Linked DNA regions of Triticum aestivum: region 2 is linked to region 1. The links are chromatin contacts, called in public Hi-C maps. All regions are on one chromosome and are shown on one strand. Each heading gives the region's core, a stretch centred on a gene start, on an enhancer-like site or on the middle of the called end of the contact. The rest is flanking DNA. Distances are from core to core; before and after follow the strand shown.

Evidence for each region. Hi-C and Micro-C count contacts between places; a contact is called where the count stands out from the background.
Region 2: a contact with region 1 is called in a Hi-C map of leaf, with 2.5 times the contacts expected there. The contact joins the promoter of LOC123065360 here to the promoter of LOC123180283 in region 1. A contact is called at or near these places in 1 of 5 Hi-C or Micro-C datasets (leaf) and 1 of 1 datasets of contacts at active chromatin or transcription factors (leaf).

The regions. Positions count from the first base shown.
Region 1 is chr1A:545,686,671-545,692,942 of IWGSC CS RefSeq v2.1, reverse strand. It overlaps LOC123180283 (vesicle transport v-SNARE 11), which reads left to right and starts at 3,502. Exons shown (of 5, transcript XM_044592278.1): 1 at 3,502-3,796; 2 at 3,876-3,934; 3 at 4,127-4,315; 4 at 5,426-5,596. The coding sequence starts at 3,703.
Region 2 is chr1A:545,787,818-545,794,142 of IWGSC CS RefSeq v2.1, reverse strand. LOC123065360 (60S ribosomal protein L28-1) reads left to right here and starts at 3,718. Exons shown (of 5, transcript XM_044488673.1): 1 at 3,718-3,903. The coding sequence starts at 3,825. It overlaps LOC123065373 (a long non-coding RNA gene), which reads right to left and starts at 3,620. Exons shown (of 2, transcript XR_006431004.1): 1 at 3,262-3,620; 2 at 1,311-2,782. LOC123065328 (putative aminoacrylate hydrolase RutD) reads left to right here. Exons shown (of 10, transcript XM_044488658.1): 6 at 184-332; 7 at 440-557; 8 at 1,410-1,497; 9 at 1,705-1,791; 10 at 1,887-2,335. The coding sequence ends at 1,790.

The DNA.
Region 1 (6,272 bases), core at 2,253-4,752:
GTTGGGATGAGGAGGAAGTGGAAGGGGGTGACATGTGTGGAGGGAAAGAGATGAAATAAGCAGAGAAGTATGAGGGGGAGAAAGAGTTATCCGATCAGTTGGAGGAGGAGCAGTGACGCGAGAGGAAGAAGCAAGTGACAAGTGAAGCAAGATAGGATGGTGGACCTAGGAGATGTCAACTGTTGTATGTGTTGAAGAGCATCCGTGCCTATGCACAAATGAGATGGGTTGAAGAAGAAAGGAAGAAGAGGGAAGGGTGAAGAAAGAAGTAGCAAGGAGGATTGGGAAGGAGAGAGGCTCACGAGGCACGCCTATTGCACGAGTTGTAGTGTGTTCTCTAGTGTCATATTAAGAGACAACCCCTAACTCTTTCTTACAACGGTCTGCCTCACAACCCATGAAACCTAGTCTCTTCATAGTTGGGCTATTTTTTCCTATTATTCTCAAGCGGCGGATGGCTCTCATTTGTTTCACTTCTCGCACCTAGTGCAATCTCAACTTCTCCCAAAATGTGATGACAATGGTTGGCCCCATCGATACTCTCGAGAGGCATGTGGTTTGTGAAAAGTAAATAAGAAAATAAACCTTTTAAGCCGTGGACCAAAACCATTGAGCGTTATTTTCCTCAAGAATAGGATTTCTGACTCCGTTTTATATTATTGAAAAGTAAGAGGTCTGCTTACGATCACAATTTAGAAATTTCCCACCTCCATGATGCTGTAAGCTTTTTTAGGGGACCATGATGTTGTAAGCTAGGAGTTTGCCTAGGGTGATTTTGTAGTAAAGCTAAGAGATCCATCTACTATAACTGTTGGGGAACGTAGCAGAAATTCAAAATTTTCCTACGTGTCACCAAGATCTATCTATGGAGAGACTAGCAACGGGGTTGATGGAGTCGTACTCGTCGTGATTCAGATCACCGATGATCCTAGTGCCGAACGGACGGCACCTCCGCGTTCAACACACGTACAGCTCGACGATGTCTCCCACGCCTTGATCCAGCAAGGAGAGAGGGAGAGGTTGAGGAAGACTCCATCCAGCAGCAGCACAACGGCGTGGTGGTGATGGAGGAGCGTGGCAATCCTGCAGGGCTTCGCCAAGCACCTACGGGAGAGGAGGAGGTGTCACGGGAGGGAGGGAGGCGCCAAGGGCTCAGGTATGGTTGCCCTCCCTCCCCTCCACTATATATAGGGGCAGGGGAGAGGGGGGAGGCGCAGCCTTGCCCCTTCCTCCAAGGAAGGGGTGCGGCTAAGAGGGGGAAAGGAGTCCATCCTCCCCAAGGCACCTCGGAGGTGCCTTCCCCTTTTAGGACTCTCCCCTTTTTCCTATATCTTGGCGCATGGGGCTCTAGGGGCTGGTGCCCTTGGCCCATGTAGGCCAAGGCGCACCCCCTACAGCCCATGTGGCCCCCCGGGGCAGGTGGCCCCACCCGGTGGGCCCCCGGGACCCTTCCGGTGGTCCCGGTACAATACCGATGACCCCGAAACTTGTCCCGATGGCCAAAACAGGACTTCCTATATATAAATCTTTACCTCCGGACCATTCCGGAACTCCTCGTGATGTCCGGGATCTCATCCGGGACTCCGAACAACATTCGGTAACCACATACAAACTTCCTTTATAACCCTAGCGTCATCGAACCTTAAGTGTGTAGACCCTACGGGTTCGGGAGACATGTAGTCATGACCGAGATGTTCTCCGGTCAATAACCAACAGCGGGATCTGGATACCCATGTTGGCTCCCACATGTTCCACGATGATCTCATCGGATGAACCACGATGTCAAGGACTCAATCAATCCCGTATACAATTCCCTTTGTCTAGCGGTATGGTACTTGCCCGAGATTCGATCGTCGGTATACCGATACCTTGTTCAATCTCGTTACCGGCAAGTCTCTTTACTCGTTCCGTAACACATCATCCTGTGATCAACCCCTTGGTCACATTGTGCACATTATGATGATGTCCTACCGAGTGGGCCCAGAGATACCTCTCCGTTTACACGGAGTGACAAATCCCAGTCTCGATTCGTGCCAACCCAACAGACACTTTCAGAGATACCCGTAGTGTACCTTTATAGCCACCCAGTTACGTTGTGACGTTTGGCACACCCAAAGCACTCCTACGGTATCCGGGAGTTGCACAATCTCATGGTCTAAGGAAATGATACTTGACATTAGAAAAGCTTTAGCATACGAACTACATGATCTTGTGCTAGGCTTAGGATTGGGTCTTGTCCATCACATCATTCTCCTAATGATGTGATCCCGTTATCAACGACATCCAATGTCCATGGTCAGGAAACCGTAACCATCTATTGATTAATGAGCTAGTCAACTAGAGGCTTACTAGGGACATGGTGTTGTCTATGTATCCACACATGTATCTGAGTTTCCTATCAATACAATTCTAGCATGGATAATAAACGATTATCATGAACAAGGAAATATAATAATAATCAATTTATTATTGCCTCTAGGGCATATTTCCAACAATAACAACTTACCAAATTTTAGGAACCATGAGAGGCACAGGAGGTGAGAGAAACAACTGAGAATGAATGCAATAAATTAATCCCTAGGGTAGCTCATCTCAAATTCCTTTTTTTAGGGAAAACACTTGTAATCATCCAGCCGATGAATGCGTTGGAAATCAACCGCCTTGTGCGCTCCCCACGCGTCCCTGGCCCACCCTTTCCATCTCCCGTCCAACCTTATCTATAGTTCTACACGATGCTATCATCTCTTCCAGAAATTTCTCAGCGGCAACCCCATCCTATATCTTTCCTCTCCCTTTGATTTTGACCCCCAACTTCTTTCTCTCTCTGGCCTCTCTCGATCCAACCCCACACTATGAGCGCAAACTATTACATGAGTCATTCGGCTGCTGCAGAGCAAGCCAGCGCCGCCGCTCCGCTGCAGGAAAGCATGCCTGTGCGCTGCTGCAACTGGAGCAGCAGCTGCTTGCATCAGAGTGCTTCAAAGGAAGGGGTCACCTCTATAGAACTTCGTCGGCGCTGCCTAGCTGCTCCAACCGCCCAGACCTCATCAGAACACAGTTGACAATGGCGATTCGGTGTTTCTGCAACATGGATAATGTTACTGAGACATCGGTGGTGTTTCGGGAACATGAGCTGTGTTGCAAAAGGGCTATGTGTAACAAAAAAGTTTCCGCAACAAGGCCTCTGTTGCAAAAAAAATCTGCAACAAGACCTTTTTGCGAAAAATTTCTGCAATAAGATCTTCGTTCGTATTTTTTTTTTCTGCAACAAGCATCATGTTGCGGTGGCCTTTCTGTAACACCTCTCCTGTTGCAAAAGCGAGGTTGTGCATGTGGGTAGATCGGATGGCTATCAACATGTCCATCCAATGGTCAGCTAGGCCGAAGATCTTTTTTAGTATCTGCTGGCGGATGCGTGGCACTGCCCTTTTTCTAGAAGAAGCTCATCTCAAATTCTTTAGCCCAACAAATCAATACGTTTAAGAGTGGGCTGGGCTAGGCCGGCCCAGATAGCCACGTCGGTCACTCGTCCGCGCTCCCGTCCCCCGTGCACCGGTTCGACACGGCACCCCACCTGCTTGAACTGACCCGCCGCCGTCCCCCGGCCCCTCCCCCTCGCCGGTCCACCGCCTCAGCTCCAATCCCGTTCCTCGATCGATCCGACTCGACTGCCTGCGACCGCGGATTCACCGGCTAGCTACCATGAGCGACGTCTTCGAGGGCTACGAGCGGCAGTACCGCGAGATCTCCGCGGCCCTCTCCCGCAAGTGCGCCGCCGCCTCCGCCCTCGATGGCGGTACGTGCGCACAACCCCAGGTTTCCGGTTGCTTCCATGCCTTGGTCTGATCCTCTTCTCTGCCTGTTCCCTTCACCAGAGAAGAAGCAGCAGAAGCTGTCCGAGATCCAGGCCCACGTGCAGGAGTCGGGATCGCTGGTAAAAAAACGACTGCACTAAATTTTCTATGAGCAGAATTTTTTACCACACTGGTCTGCAGTGATTAATTTTAAGCTGTGGTGTGGAAACTTTCCTCATAGTTCATGTAGAGATTGTGCATCTTAATTCTTATAATAGCTCAGTCGTCTGATTATGCGCCCTGTTTCTGTTTGGCTGGCTTCCCGCATGCAGATCAGGAAGATGGATTCGGAGGCGCAGAGCCTGCCGCCGACCGTCAGGGCCGGGCTGCTGTCTAAACTGAGGCAGTACAAGTCTGATCTCAACAACATCAAGAGCGAGATCAAGAGGGTCTCGGCGCCTAATGCCCAACAGGCCACCCGGGAGGAGCTCCTCGACTCCGGCATGCCGGATTCACTCGGGGTGAGCTCCCTATCCCTAACGTTTCCGCCTTACGCCAAATATTATGTTTATTGCGCCTCTCACGCACTATCTAATATTCTAGCAAGTACTCACTTGTGACAACAATGGTGTAGTACTTCTAACAGATTCTGCTTCTGTGGTATGTATGTATGTTCCATCAGAAAATAATTTATCAGTGTGTGGCCCTATATGACTTTGAATTGTGATATGGATGGGTTACAGTGCAAAGCACACCTTTGAAACATGATATTTAGAACTGTGTGCAGTATTGTGATGTCTAAAGAAGTGTACCATATCTGATTTTAAATGGTTTGCATGGATATCCGTGAAGTGAGCACTGCTACTATTTCTTGAACTTCAGTTAGGTCTGTAATTTCAAGTTTTCACTCTTGTCAAGTCTAGTGCTTTGGTTATGGTTAGAAACTTAGAATTATATACATGACTTTTGTATAATCAGTTTATAGCTATGATAATACAGAGCCAGTCTGTGCTTGAAATCAGAAGCACATTTGGACTCTTTTGTCAATAAGCGATTCATATTTCCAGTTAATTAACAGTCTTGGATGTATTATGCGTTACCATGCAAAGTATGGGCAAAATAACAGAGGCACATTCAGTTCATCCTACTTATCACTTTAATTATTACTCCCTCCATTCCTAAATATTTGTCTTTTTAGAGATTCCAAATGGACTATCACATACGGATGTATATAGACATATTTTAGAGTGTAGATTCACTCATTTTGCTCCGTATGTAGTCACTTGTTGAAATCTCTAGAAAGACAAATATTTAGGAACGGAAGGCATAATTGATACCGTTGCTCTTGAATATGTATTATTTTCGTTGCAAGAAAGCTTCATTGCATAAATTTTCAAGTAAACCTGTCTTCCATCCATTCATTAGCTTGGAATTTAGTTTGTTCGGATGGAAGTGGACATATTAAGATGAAATCTAGATTATTGTGTCAATTTATTACTGGATACCTCTACAACTGTCTTTATTTCTCTGTGTTATATTGCCTTTCCTTTTATCCGTCATGTTTGTAATTTTGATATCATGGCACCATTACCTTTCTGATGTACCAATGCAATTATTATATCATGGCTCAGGCGTCATCTGATCAGAGAGGAAGATTGATGATGACATCAGAAAGGTTAAACCAGTCTTCCGACAGAATTAGAGAAAGCCAAATAACAGCACTTGATACAGAAGAAATCGGCGTGTCAATTCTTCAGAACCTTCATAATCAACGAGAGACACTGATGCATGCTCACAAAACAGTATGTACTTTGATTTTTCAAGTTCACTTTTATTTGGGACTTTGAGCCATCGTTGGAGCTAATTTGTTCTTTTTACCTTCTCTCGTCCAATTATTTATAGTTTGATCATTTCTGGCCTTACATATTGATCAGCAGCAACAACCTTAGCTAGCAAACTACATAGACAAGAAATGCCATCAGTCAGTTTCTGTTTTGATGTTGATACATTTACACCATATATGCTTATTGGAAACTGGTCAGTCCTTTATGAAGTACTCATACCTGAAATAGTGAAAGGTACATTCGCTGCCAAAATAGGTGTGTATTAGGCATGACAGCTGTAAGAATATAGTTATCCAAACTTTTGTACAGGAGTTAGACCATGGTTTAGTGCTAGATGAGTCACTTCTGGATACCGCACAAGCATCCTGCTTCTTTGAACATGAGTTGCAAAATAACTTTAATGCTGCCAAATCATCGAAATAAGATCCATTTCTCACACTGGTAGTATGCAGTTTTCAGTATCAAGAAAGAGATTTTTCCCCACTTGAGCACTTTGCTATTCCGGTCAAGAGACATATCGTGCATGTCCACTGTTCACAAAATGAAACAAATATTTGACCTTTTGATTTCTGAGGCGAATTCCCCAAAGCTAGTGGAACTTTAGCTTTTCCGCATTAGGTATAGCAACTCCGTG
Region 2 (6,325 bases), core at 2,469-4,968, 100 kb before region 1:
CATTATGCTTTTGCATTTCCTGCTTTAGAATATAAAGACAATGCACCGCATAGGGATAAACTGTTGGATCTTTTGTTTGGATGAAAGGAAGCTTTTGTTGTATCCACTTTGGAACATTGTCTGCATATATTTGGCTCCTTTTGTTATGGAAATTTCATCTGTACTTGTACATTGAACTTTCAGGAATATGTGAAGGGCATATCATCTTCAGGGATGCAATCTAATTGCGGGTTTGAAGGTCAAATTAACGCATGCTGGACTCACAAAGTGACAACTAAAGAACTGGATACAATACGTGCTGCTGGTTTTCTAGTTTCAGTTATTCATGGAAGGTTAGTCTTGAAATATCCAGAGCAATATGCATCCGTTTCTCAGAATCTGCACGCTTAATGTGTGTTCCTCTTTTTTCTACGTATACCTTGCTTTACAAATAATACAGGCATGATATTATTGCGCAAGTATGCCATGCGAGATGGCTTGCACAAAGGCTTCTTCCTGCTGCTAGAATGGTGGATCTTCATGGTGCACATCTAGTCAGCCATGAAAGACCAGAAGAGGTAAGCATCAAGTTTGGTAAAGTAGTAGAGCTGGGTAGATCGAATCATTGAAATACTCACAACTGTCGTAAACCGAGCAAATAATTTCAATAGAGTTTGCATATAAATGATCATGATGGAGCTTTTTAGGATGTGCATTCGTCTGGTAGGCTGAGTTTCACGATTTAAAGCTGCATTTTCCGCTGAGATGTGAATCATGGGATCACATTTAAATTAGACATAGAAGAGTACGCATCCTGAACTTATGCGAAATGAGAATCTTATTGCTTGATGCTGCAACCTGGATGAAGAATTCCAAAGATGATCTCTGAGAGCATCGTTGGAACATGCTACTTTTGAAGATATTTTTTATCTGTCTTTAAAATGGCCTGTGTGCCCATTGCCCAGTAGAAGTGTTAATGAGGACCAGATTTTAATTTTTAACTTAAACTATGAGTACATCTCATAATTCCTTAAGCGATGTAAGCAGACATACAAACCTACAAAGTGAGACAATTGCCCCTTTCAGACACCAGTATGTTTGAGAAAGTTGTACACATTGACTTAACTATTTAAGTTGCCAGACATATATGGTTACAGTAAGACATCTTAATAGACTGACCGTCAAGACTCTCCTCAGACCTTGACCTGTAAGAACGGCTTCTTTTTGTTCCAAAGAGAGCCTTACGAAGTTACAATAAAGCATATGAATGAAATACTGATACAACTAGGTCGTCGTCAAATTCATGTTCCAAAGAAAAACAAGAAACACAATTGTGATAATGAGCATTGATTTCTCCTCTCATTCATCTTTACAAGTGACCGTAGAGCATAAGAAAGTAAGGAACTGATGTGATTATCAATCTATGACAGGTCAACAACGCCCTAATGGATCTGATAAAGGCCACAAAGTATGCGATGGCACCTCAAGAGTGGTCGTCCCAGCCGGAGAACACATCAGGTATGCTTAACCGGCTGACGGTCACAAAATTCATTCGAAGGCTTTGGAAGGCACACCTCTTACGCTGATCTTTACAACCAGAAACCGGGGCCCTTATTTCTGCGAGGCCTGTAACCCTCACGATACGAACAGGCGAAGCTGGCAACGCTGCCGTAGCAGCGTATAACCTACTTGCAAAGTTGCAACTAAGCTTTCTTTATGTCATAGGCCTGATAGTGATGGCGTTTGAGCATGTGAGGAACATTGTAAGAGTAACGAAGCCCGTGAGGGTCGTGGCGATCCAGTCATCATAAGGTAAACAAACTCTTCCTCCACTACATACATAAGTCGTCGTATTTCCTAATTCCTGGCAGATTCGCTTACCGCAGTTGGTGTGTTTGATTTTGCAGAAACAAAAGACATGTAAATTATACCCCCGAAGCCGGCGAGGAGATCATATTTCATGTCTCCTCCGTATACCATCTGTGGAGATGAGACGAATTTAGAGTAGCATCTCCGCAAGAATTGAACCTATTTTTCCTCCTCCCTTGAGAAAGGCCCTCTGCTCTCGGCAGAAACAACGTTTCAAGACTGAAGAACAGAGGAGCTATACCTGCATTGCGCGCACCTGGGCAGAAGCGTCGCAGGGCGTGGTGATTGAGATGTGCTGCCATACATTGTACTATTACTGTAGCTCGGAGAGAGCAAATGGATGTACCTTGTGTGATGAGTGTAATTAAGCTGTGACCAATATGTACACGGCCGCATGTTGCGTTGCGTTGTTGATGTCGGCGTTGTTGTGTACTCCATTGTTGTGCTGTGATCATCCCTTTGAATAAATCGACTCGATCTTCACTTCTCTGCACCCTTCTGGGGTAGGTGAATATTTTCTTACCTGTGCAATGTTAGTTGCGGATGTACTCGTATACAACAGTGGCACATACTCCATCCATTTCTAAATATAAGATTTTTTTAGAGATTTCAATACGAACTATATAAGATGTATACAGACGCATTTTAGAGTGTAGACTCGCTCATTTTAGAGCAATGGCAAATTGGAAGCCGGTATATACAAGAAAATGAAAATCACAGGTTGAAGAACACACGCACGGCGTCATAGTTGAAGAAGGGGCGGATTGATGGAAAGGAATGTTCAAAAGCTTGAGCAAGTAAAATAAATCCTTAGGAAATCACGGATAAGATGATTTGATCTTACCTCAGCAAGCGAAAGAGCAGCGACCTTTTTCTTCCTGGTGCAATGCAATACGAGCTCGAATGTTGCGCCGAAAGGCCCCCTTCCCCGCTCCTGCTGATGATACATGCGACAGAATGAAGGTGTCCTGGTTAGAAGGATGATGATACAAATACATGCACACTCTCTTTGCATCCTGCTTGCTTCATCAATCTGTGTCTGCCATCAAATGCTCCCTTAGGTCAGTGCCGTCTTCCGACATCAGTGCTCTCAATCTTCATAACTGAACAGGTTATCATTTCCAGCCATTCTGTCAAGATGTAGCTCGAGTCTCTCAACAAACTGAACAATGATGGCAAGATGCGGAAAGCCGATTTTTTTTTTTTTTTTTTTTTTTTTTTGCGGGGAGATGCGGAAAGCCGATTAGCCGAGGACACAAACTAATCTTAAGGACGATGCGAGGTTCTCTCCAGACACACGACCCACCAACCAAAACAGCAGTCTTGAAAGGCCGGAACTGGCTTGACATGTCGCAGAGGACAGGACACGACATGGCACGGAGATAACAAGCTGCTACTAGCAGATAAGCTGACCTGGTGAAGCGGTGATCGGCGGCGACGCGGGGATGACCGGCGGCGAGGGCACGGGCGAATGAAACGAGCTTGGAGAGGGGCGCACGCGCGGCAGGGACGGACGAAGAAGAGGACTGCGGGTGGCCGTGCGTGCACTGCAAGCAAGGCAAAAGCAGCGACAGAGAGAGAAAGCGGACGGTACATTCGCTGGATCTTCTCGCCCAAATATTCGCACTCGCGGTCGCGGGAGCGGATATTCGCCGGCGCGCACGGAATAATCCCGAGTACGCCTCCTCCTTTTTTTTTGAGACAAGAGTACGCCTCCTCCAGTCGAAGGCGCCTCCACCCACCACACCGTTCGACCCAAGTTGGGCTTTGGGCCTCTCGCTGTTACAGCGGGCGGGCGGGCGGCCCGGGTGGTGGTGGAAGGAAGGAAGTTGGGCCTACGAGGTACGCATCTCTCTCTCACTCAGCCCCTCCCTCTCCCATTCTGCCCAGTCCACCCACCCACCCGTGTCTGCGTCCGGCGACGACGGCGAGGAACCAAGGAAAGGAAAGGGGATCGCGGAGCAGCAGCAGCAGCCATGGGCGTGATGGGCAGGCTCAAGATCTTCGTCGTCAAGGAGCCCGTCGTCGCCGCCTCCTGCCTCATCGCCGGATTCGGTACCCCCTCTCCCGCCCCAACCCTAGCATCCTATGCCCACCAACCCGTACGCGCCCCCGCGCGCATCGCTAGCCTCCATTTCTCCTCGCGTGCGTTCCTCCTGAGCACCCCCGCCCGGCCAGGTCCCCAGGATTTCGCAGGACGGGGATCGGTCCTCCGGTTGGACGGACGGATGGATGGATGGGGCGGGCCCTGAGCGCTTCCATGTGGTTTTCGCCTGCTAAACTCTGTTGGATCTATACACCTTAGACCTTGCATCGCAGTTTTGCCGCTCGATCCGTGACTCATGATTCATGAGCTATACACCTTAGACCTTGCATACATTTGCCCCTATCATCAGTATAATGATTCAACCATTGCTACCCATCCATTCCATTCCAGCCAAAGGAAGAGTACTAGTATGCATTTCTTGTGGTCATATAAGTATTGTTGATTGATGATTCGACTGTATTCTTCCTGCTAGATTTGGTCAGAACAGGTGCGGGCTGATAAGGGTTGCTCGGGGTTAATGCCAAAAACGTAGTCGTGTGCTGAGTTGCGCTACACTTTTCTGTTTTTATTTACCAATACATGTCCCCAAAGATTTACTCCATCACCCTTATGCCTGTGTACCTATAGGCTACAGCCACAAGGCCCGCCTGTTGTTATGCCTATCCATTCATGAAACTGAAATGTGACTACAGATTGGCACATACGAGCTGACTACCTAGCGTTGGGTGCTGACTTAGCTAGACCATGTGCGTTCATTTCCTTGGAAACTGAATCACACTTTCTCACAGCTTAAACTTTGTTTACTGCTTAAGAAAACCAGATTGTGTCTTTAACTGTTTAAGATATGAAACACATTTGGACTAGCTGCAAACAAGATTGGCTTAATGTCTCGAATTCAATGTTATTTCCTAGACCATATTACTATCAGTGTACACCCGATGTACTTCATTGATTATTTGTATCCTCTATACTTCTTGACATTCATGATTGCTGTTCATTCATCAAAGTTCAGAAGTAGTGTGAGTTACCTCTGTATTTTAGCCATGTCATGATTTCCTTAGTTATACTTGTCAGTTGATCTTAAGCAGAATTTTTCCAGCAATCTGTGTGTTAAATTGAACAACCATAGTGAAGGGTTTTACTGGAACTTAGTTGGAGGTGTACGGTAATATCAATTGCATTTTCTTCCAAGTGTTTGCTTAGTTTCTCCTTCATTGAAGTGTTTATGACCGCATGACAGCCATTATTGCATATACTCTATGTGTCTGTTCTTTTTTCCCCTTTGCAATAGGATTCATTTTGTTTACAACTAGTGTGGTCAAATTTAGTGTGAAACATCACAAACAGTGGGCAGCAATTATTTTGTATTCTACTTTTCAACCAAAAAACTAAGTGCATAAATTGTCGAAACCAAAAACATTTCGTCTGTTGTGCCACAACTAGTGTTTAATCAAACTGCATGCTTTGGTGGTGTAGTATAGCTGTTGGATGGGCATAACCATTCTGAGCAGTGGGCAGTTGTAGCCTTTTAAGGTCATGAACCAACCGTTTGCATGTTTCTCTGACAGTGCAAATTTAGTGCATGGTTTGTAAGATCTTCTGATTTGGCTGTGATAGCTTATGTGATCATATCTGATGCTATGATATGCAATTTCAGGTCTATTTCTTCCAGCGGTTGTTAGGCCAATGTTGGATTCTTGGGAGACTGAGAAAAATGCCAAAACCCCGGTTGAACTAAAAGATGTATGTTGATCCCCTACAATTTTTATTCGTTTCTGTGTGCTACCACTTCATATAATTATGAAAATCGCTTTTATCACTTAGCCCTCTCAAATGTTCTAGCCACACCATTTATCATTTCCCAGTTTTATCATGTTCTTTGTGCACTAACCAAGATATTGGCGAGTCAGTAAACTTACAAATTAAAGTTTGTATTGTAATGAGTTACAAACTCCTGGAAAAGAGTACCAAGGTCTCCTTTGTAAATGTGGAATCCTCTGGTTGGAATTGAGCTCTTTCCCATGAAAATCCTGCTTTCCAGACATGCCTTAAATAGCTGATTCACAGATTTGGCTGAATTGCACAGGGTATCTTTTGAAACCCTGCATCACACCTTTTGTTGTCAGTCACATGATTTGTCATGGTCCATCGGACCATTTCCAGGTTCTCATGCTTCTGAATAATCAGGCTGAAATATTGGATCATTACCCCTGTCTTTCCTCCAAACTGTGCCTTTTTATTTACTGAGATGAGTTCGTGTATGAGTGAGCGTTATCGACTAAGACAAGGTTTAACTTTTGTTCTCTTGGTACTTCCTCAGGTGGTCGCAGGGGTCACTGGCAAGAAAGCTTAGTGATCAACGTCTCTTCACTCTGCTGATGTTGTCTACACATTTTGTTCCGCCTGTTTTTGGTGCCCAGACGAGGGGGC